2 separate regions of the Hordeum vulgare genome follow, and region 2 is linked to region 1. Evidence: chromatin contacts called from public Hi-C data. All regions are on one chromosome and are shown on one strand. The core of a region is the stretch at or near the end of the contact, and the rest is flanking DNA. Distances in the headings are between cores, read along the strand shown.

Evidence for each region. A called contact is a pair of places that touch in the nucleus more often than the background predicts.
Region 2: a contact with region 1 is called in a Hi-C map of seedling, with 4 times the contacts expected there. The contact joins the promoter of LOC123445121 here to the promoter of LOC123445114 in region 1. A contact is called at or near these places in 2 of 6 Hi-C or Micro-C datasets (leaf and seedling).

The regions. Positions count from the first base shown.
Region 1 is chr3H:563,569,039-563,572,445 of MorexV3_pseudomolecules_assembly, reverse strand. LOC123445114 reads right to left here and starts at 1,760. Exons shown (of 13, transcript XM_045122049.1): 1 at 1,334-1,760; 2 at 1,128-1,207; 3 at 348-541; 4 at 1-32. The coding sequence starts at 1,440.
Region 2 is chr3H:564,124,833-564,128,239 of MorexV3_pseudomolecules_assembly, reverse strand. LOC123445121 (MADS-box transcription factor 2) reads right to left here and starts at 1,884. Exons shown (of 7, transcript XM_045122057.1): 1 at 1,483-1,884; 2 at 999-1,065; 3 at 656-717; 4 at 475-574; 5 at 351-380; 6 at 199-243. The coding sequence starts at 1,670.

The sequences.
Region 1 (3,407 bases), core at 511-3,010:
TTCTCCGGGGCACCTCCAAAAACAACCATTAACTGGAGATGTACATGAGTTCTTGTCAGAAAAAGTCAAAAGAAAACATAATGGGTGGGTAAACTGAATTTTGTATTCAAACCAGCCCAACTGCTATCTATTTACTAAGAAATCCAACACAAGTGCAGGTGGACAACCTTCAGGTAAATAAAAGAGAATAGCTTGACGGTAAGCAACAGGATTGTTAAAAAAAATTCCGGTGGGATGACAAAATTGACGAATGCAATAGCATGGCGTGCAAATTTAAACATAGTGCCACTTTGAGATGGAAGCTCGTTACTGTAATTCAAAAATGAGCTTGGGGGCATGCATATTACCTCTTCATGGTCATCTTTCTCAGTCGCTACTGCCATATTAAAACAGCTGCGGCAGAACCCCACGCTGATTTCCTTGCTCTGCTTCACTGGGACGAAATCAACTTTTCCAAAGCAGACTCCACAAGTGGAGGAACTTGGACAGCACAAACATAAATAGAGTGCATCACTTCTGCATTTAGCACATTTGTGCCAATCTGAAAATAGTTAAAATTAGGTGCAAGAACCAATGCCATTATTTTACAGGACAGAAGTAAAAGAAACATTTGATAAATTCAAGATATATATGGTAATAATCAAGACTGTAAAGTGGACACCAAGAATATGAACTTCTGTTGTAACATGTTCTGTTTATGCATGCGGAGTTTCTAGTTGGGATATTGCAGCGCTGGAACACGGTTCACTATCATGCTGCATGATGCTGGAACAATGATAAAGCATGCGTTCTAAAAGGTTAAGCATCAAACAGCATTTTCCTTTTCATGGAAGAAAAGGACAAGGGCATGAACAACAGGGATTTCACACATATGCAGGATATATGATCTAGGATTCTCCGCCGTGAACAAGGAACGAGTAACTGAATTTGAGCACGCAGAACAGAATAACAGGTGCCCGATGTAGTGCCGGTTCCACAGCAGTCATGCATGGTGAAATAACTAGGGATGATTCAGCATAAGCGGTCACCACAAATGTATATGAGCACGCAGCATAACAAGTGCACAAACGCAGTGCAGCAGCCACGCGTGGTGAACCAACTAGGACTCATTAAGCGTAAGCGCTAACCACAAACGTATCGGTCACTGGAATCAATGAAGTCGTCCGGCTTCCCCACGCAGCCCGGGTGGTAGCTCTTGAGGCAGTTCCTGAAACGCGGCATGACAGGGCAATTAATATCCAGCGAAGTTCACAGCGATGATTCCGCGCGCACCCACCGCGGCGACGACCGAGGGTACAGAGGAGGGATAAAGACGGGGGAGGGCGGGGCGGACCTGAAGTCGCAGACGCGGACGTCGCCGGCGTCCTTGCAGACGAAGCACTGGAACTCGGCCACGTCGCCGAGCGTCCTCCTCCACCCGCCCATCTTCTCCTCCCCCATCCCTCCCCCCTGGCCCCGCGCGGCGGGCGGGCGGGCGGGCCGCGGCGGTGGGTGGGCGGGGCGGCGCGGCGGCGGGTAGGGTTTGGGGATTCGAGGGGGGCGGAAATGGATTGGTGCGGGCGCGGATTGGTGCGGGGATGCGAGAGGGGAACTGATTAGGAAGGCGTTAATGCGCCCCGAGAGGGGAGGGGGAGGAGGAGGAGTCGATCGAACGCCGCGGGGTTGAGGTCGCTGGTGAGGTGGCTGGTGAGTGGGGAGGCGGAGGAGCGTCGGGGTTCAGGTTTGGGGATGGCCGTTTCCGGTCGAGGGAGAGGGAGAGGCAGAGCCAAGTGTCGCCTGTCCGGTCGCCGCGTGGCGTGGCGGGTCGCTTCGCGGTCGATCGCGTTTCGCGTGACTGACGTCGACGGCCGCGTGTGCGCACTTGGCGCTGCAGTGCGACGCCAGCACGTTCCGTGCGGTCCGATCTGCGTTACTGCGTATCACCTGCCTGCCCCGATGGGGAAACGGAGCTCCGCGAGGCCCTGGGACCGGGACCAGGAACTGCCTAGCGTCGATCGGGCAACCTGGGCGCGCTTCTCTGCTCCCCATTCCCATGACGCCATCCGTCTGGGGCTCCCTGTACTCCCGCAACAAAGAAACATGCTACTACATGGTTTTGAAACATGCTACTACATGGTGACCATTCCTTTGTTTAAGTTTCTTTTCTTTCGGGTAAACTGGAATGTACAATGGAGGCTATACCATAGTGCTGCCCCATCATCCACGTACGAAACAGTTGCTAAAAATTCCATCCACCCAATGCATCCATTGTCTCACTGGGCATGTACAATGGGCAGCACTTGGTGATGCCTCATTACCTCCACGTATGCATAAAGTAATGAAGCTATCATGTACTCCTTCCGTACACTAATATAAGAGTGTTTAGATAATTAAAATAGTAATTTAAATATTTTTTATACTCCCTCCGTCCCAAAATAAGTGTCTCAACTTTGTACTAGCTCTAGTACAAAGTTATACTAGGTTTGAGACAGTTATTTTGGGACGGAGGGGGCATTAGTTTATGAAGGGTGTATATTTTTCATCACCCAACGGTGGGTGGATCCATTTCTATGGACCCCACCTCAATAATTTCCTTTTCATCTCCTTCTCCTTTCATCACTCTCCACCCACTCTCTCTTCTCTTTTGTTCGTCTCTTCCTTTCTTTTCTCTTGCTTCTTTCATGGAGCGGCTAGCTCCTCTGCAAGAGACCGCTGGTCCTACAAAGCAACACCCGAACCTATGTTGCAGAGTCCGAACTGAGTTGGACCCGTGGAGCACCACATTGGGGCAGCGCGTTGGCCATGCCCTAATTTTTCTCCAATCTGCTGCACGTACTCGGCTCCTTTCTTTCCCCTGCCTTTTGTGCTTTTCTCAGGGAAGAACCCGGTTCCTCTGCAAGTTTCCACTTTGCTTTTGGAACAACAGGTTGAGCTAATTTGTCGCATCAAAGCATCTATAATCGAACCCCCTCATATCCGTTTTAAAACGACTCGGCAGGCAGTCAGGTCACTGGCCGGTCACGAAATTTTAACGCAGTCGGACGCCTCAAACCGTTCGAGCTGACTAGCACCTCTCATATCCAATCCAAATATAGGATGCGGCATGCCCGCCACGTCGGCCTGATGATTGGGTCCCAGGCGGACTCGCTCGAAAACCCAGCGGTCTGACGGACGCCTCATCTATCGCCGCGGTGTGAACGTCGCGTGGCGTCGCTTCAACTCGCCGCCGAGGCCAAATTCGGCTATTTTAAGCCGGTCGACGTCCCCCAACCCTAGCACATCCACCTCCGCCCTCTTTGCGTCGCCATCCGAGCCCGTCCCCCTCCTCTCCCATGCTCTCCCGCGCTCTCCGATGTCGATATGGTCCGGCGTAGGATCACGGCCTACGTGATGCTCACGCCAGAGCGCCGGATGCAGATGGAGGCAGA
Region 2 (3,407 bases), core at 635-3,134, 560 kb before region 1:
GGAAGCTTCCATTACGCCCAGCCGCTGCCGATAATGCATACTGTTTGATGAATGTTCATGCAAAAATTTATGAAAAACAATCAGCACTTAAACAGTCCGCAAATATAGTTTTTAGCTTATTTGATTAACTTCAGCGAAAACAGATGCAGCTTATTCCAATAGAAGCTCCACAAATGAGCCATCTGCTAGGTCACTTACCACTTTAAAGGCCAGCAACTTGTTCTCATCTTCCAGCATCTTACCCTGCAGTTAACCAATAAAACAATGGATGAGGGCAAAGTGTGAAAGAATTGCATTATGATCAACAAATATGCAGAGCACATAATCATGTATGCAAAACTAGGCCATACATGTTTCATGAGCCTGTCATAGTGCTCCATCTGCACCAAGAGAATTAAGCAACATCAGAAACCAAAACATATAAGTAGTGATAATGCTTATAATTTCAACCAACAAATCAAAAAGTTATCATGCCTGTTTCTCATGCAGGCTTGTCAGCCCATTATCAAGTGCTTCCTCAATCATGATCAGCTCTTTGGGCTGCAGCGAGTTTAGATCTTCACCTTTCAAGTGCCTGTACCATCACAATGGGTGATTGCAATCTCAGTATCTAGGATATCCAAGGAGAAAAGAAACATCCAGTCCAAGAAATTACCTGAGCTCGATCTGCATGTTATCATTCTCTTTCTTGATTCGATCAATCTCCGCACTGAGGCTCTGAAACATTGAATGTGTCCATCAGTGATAAGTCATTCTACTGTTTTTTTTTCTGAACTACAAGTCATTCCACTCAGCCGATTCAACAAAATACAAGTGGTATTCTAGCTCTGAAAACATTTTATCAATTTTCAGGAAAATTTCAGAACTGAAAATTGGGGGTACCCCCTTAATTAAAAAAGCTCTGAAAAGACTTTTGTTGGAACAGGATTTTCAGCCAGGCTTTAAGAAAGCAACTCGAGAAAACCATTCATTGATATGTTTTGGAGGTCAATAATTACCTTGTGTTTCTCATCCCACAGTATCTTCCCGGAGTTGGTCTGGTACTTCTCCAAGATTCTTGATAGCCTGCGTCACACCAAAACGATGTATAAATACATGGATAAAGTTCCATTGCTAAACGAGTGATTCTAGATTCCGAAAAATGTCATCCAGGGGAGTATGAGTTGTTTGGTCCTACCCACTTAAACTTACTTTAAACGTCCACGAAACCAGTCAAGCAGAAAACATTCAGACCAACCAATTCCATTCATGCTAAGCTATTGATACGAGTAGCAGCATATGAATCTACTGGTAATAGTTTACCTAACTGCGGTGACTAAAAGTGTATACTCCCATCGAAACACCGAGAAGCAGCGAAGAACCCAACGTCAAAATTAAAGCGCGCACAAGTCACAAACAGTACGCTACCAACGAAAGAGCCGAGGAAAGTGCTCCTTAAAAAGCGAGATTGAGGACGGGAAAGGGGCAGGATAAGGCACGCACGAGGTCTTGGGGGAGCAGAAGTCGTAGAGCTTGCCGGCGCTGGAGAAGACGACGACGCCGACCTCGGCGTCGCAGAGCACGCTGATCTCCTTGGCCTTCTTGAGGATCCCGTTCTTGCGCTTGGAGAAGGTCACCTGGCGGTTGCTCTGGTTCTCGATCCTCTTGATCTCGATCTTCCCGCGCCCCATCCCTCTCCCTCCTTCCTCCTCCGGCGGCGCCAGGAAGGGTTCGTATCTTCGGGCGCTCTGGGGGCCGGTGCGGGCGTGGTGCGATTGGGGAATGGCGGTGGTGGTGGTGGTGGTGGGGAAGGGGAAGGGGAAGGGGGAGGCGGAGGAGTAAAGGAGGCCGCCATGGGAGGAAGAGGAATGGTGATGAGGGGGCTTTCGGGGTGGTTCAGGGGTAGGAGCCGGAAACGGCAAGCGCTCTGTTTGCTTTGCTTGGCTCGGCCTTCCGCTGGCTGGTCCGATTTGATTTGGGAGTATCTCTACCAAGATCCCCTCTATCCTGTATCGTAAAAAATAGTTTAAGGTATCGTAAAATGTTTTTTCGTATTTTTATGATATGGTTTTTGTTTCGATAAAACAAATTCCGTAAAATATTTTATGGTCCCAGTAAATTTGCACAAACACCCCTAAAAAGCATTTGTTAAATTACAATTGGATCCACGTGTCTTGTTAGTGACAACGTCGTCGTGGAGCTAGGCTAGGACCACGGGGATGGAAGCGTCGAGCAGGCAGCAGCTCGCGACGACGGCGCACCGGCTGCTAGCTAGCTAGCGCACTCGCTCGTTTGCTAGGCAGTGTCCACTAGCTAACTAGCTGAGCTAGCTCGTTTGCGGACGGCCCGGTTTACGAGGTATGCTAGAGATGTTGTGAACATTGAAAGCCTATAAAAAGCGGAGAAATGGTTTTGGTTTAATTAGGGATCGGTCTCGAATCTCCGTGACGCTCTTGATTAGGGAAATATTAGCCGATGAACATTCACCAAAGATCAAATCCTCGCGAACACACCCACAACTGACAGCGGCGGTTTTCTACCAAAACCTACACGTAGTTACACAAACTTCCATGGCATTTTTGCAAAATATCATCCCTGTCTAACCCAGTGCACATAAAATGCCATCAGGGGGTTCAAAAAGCCCATTATTGACGGGTAAGGCTCTCACGGACGCTCGCCACTGACCTCCCCATCACTGCTAACATGGCATCAGTGGTGATCGCGGGTCTACCACTAGTAAAGACCTACAAGTGGCGGGCTTTACCTAGTGCCCACCACCAGTAATACACACTAACGGCATACACACACACTACCAACGGCGGGCTTCAGTTTCGCCCGCCACTCGTGGAATTTTAGAAGAAAAAAATGCGCCAACAGGCGACGGAGCAACGGCGCTCCACCTCGTGTATGCTGGATCCACCGTTGCACGCAAGCCCGCTTAGCGATCTACATGGGTATGTGGATACGATCTCTTCTCTCGTAGATGGTCATCACCATGGATATATCTTATGTGTGCATAGGAAAAATATTCTTTCCCATGCAAAGTTTTCCAATAGGATCATCAACAGTAAACCATCCAACTGATCCCCACACCTGTCTTGTGAATGTGAAGTCACAATAAATCCCATTAAAGTAATAGGAATTAATCCTAAGATGATTCCAAATATGAAAACTTGAATAATTTCTATTTCTAAGTAGAAAAAATTCAATCATTACTATATGTTCCTAAATAGTGCTCTAAATTAGCCACAAATCCTGATGACCAAGAGAAAATATAGAATGTGTTAGAATGCTAGCTTGACCTGTGTTACACTCATTTGGAATTCCATAATTGAGTTTGGAGTTGATGATTGGAATTGTTATTTTAGTTCAAGGTCGTCTGGGTATCAATTTTGAAATTTGATTGTGATTTTGTTATAATTACATTT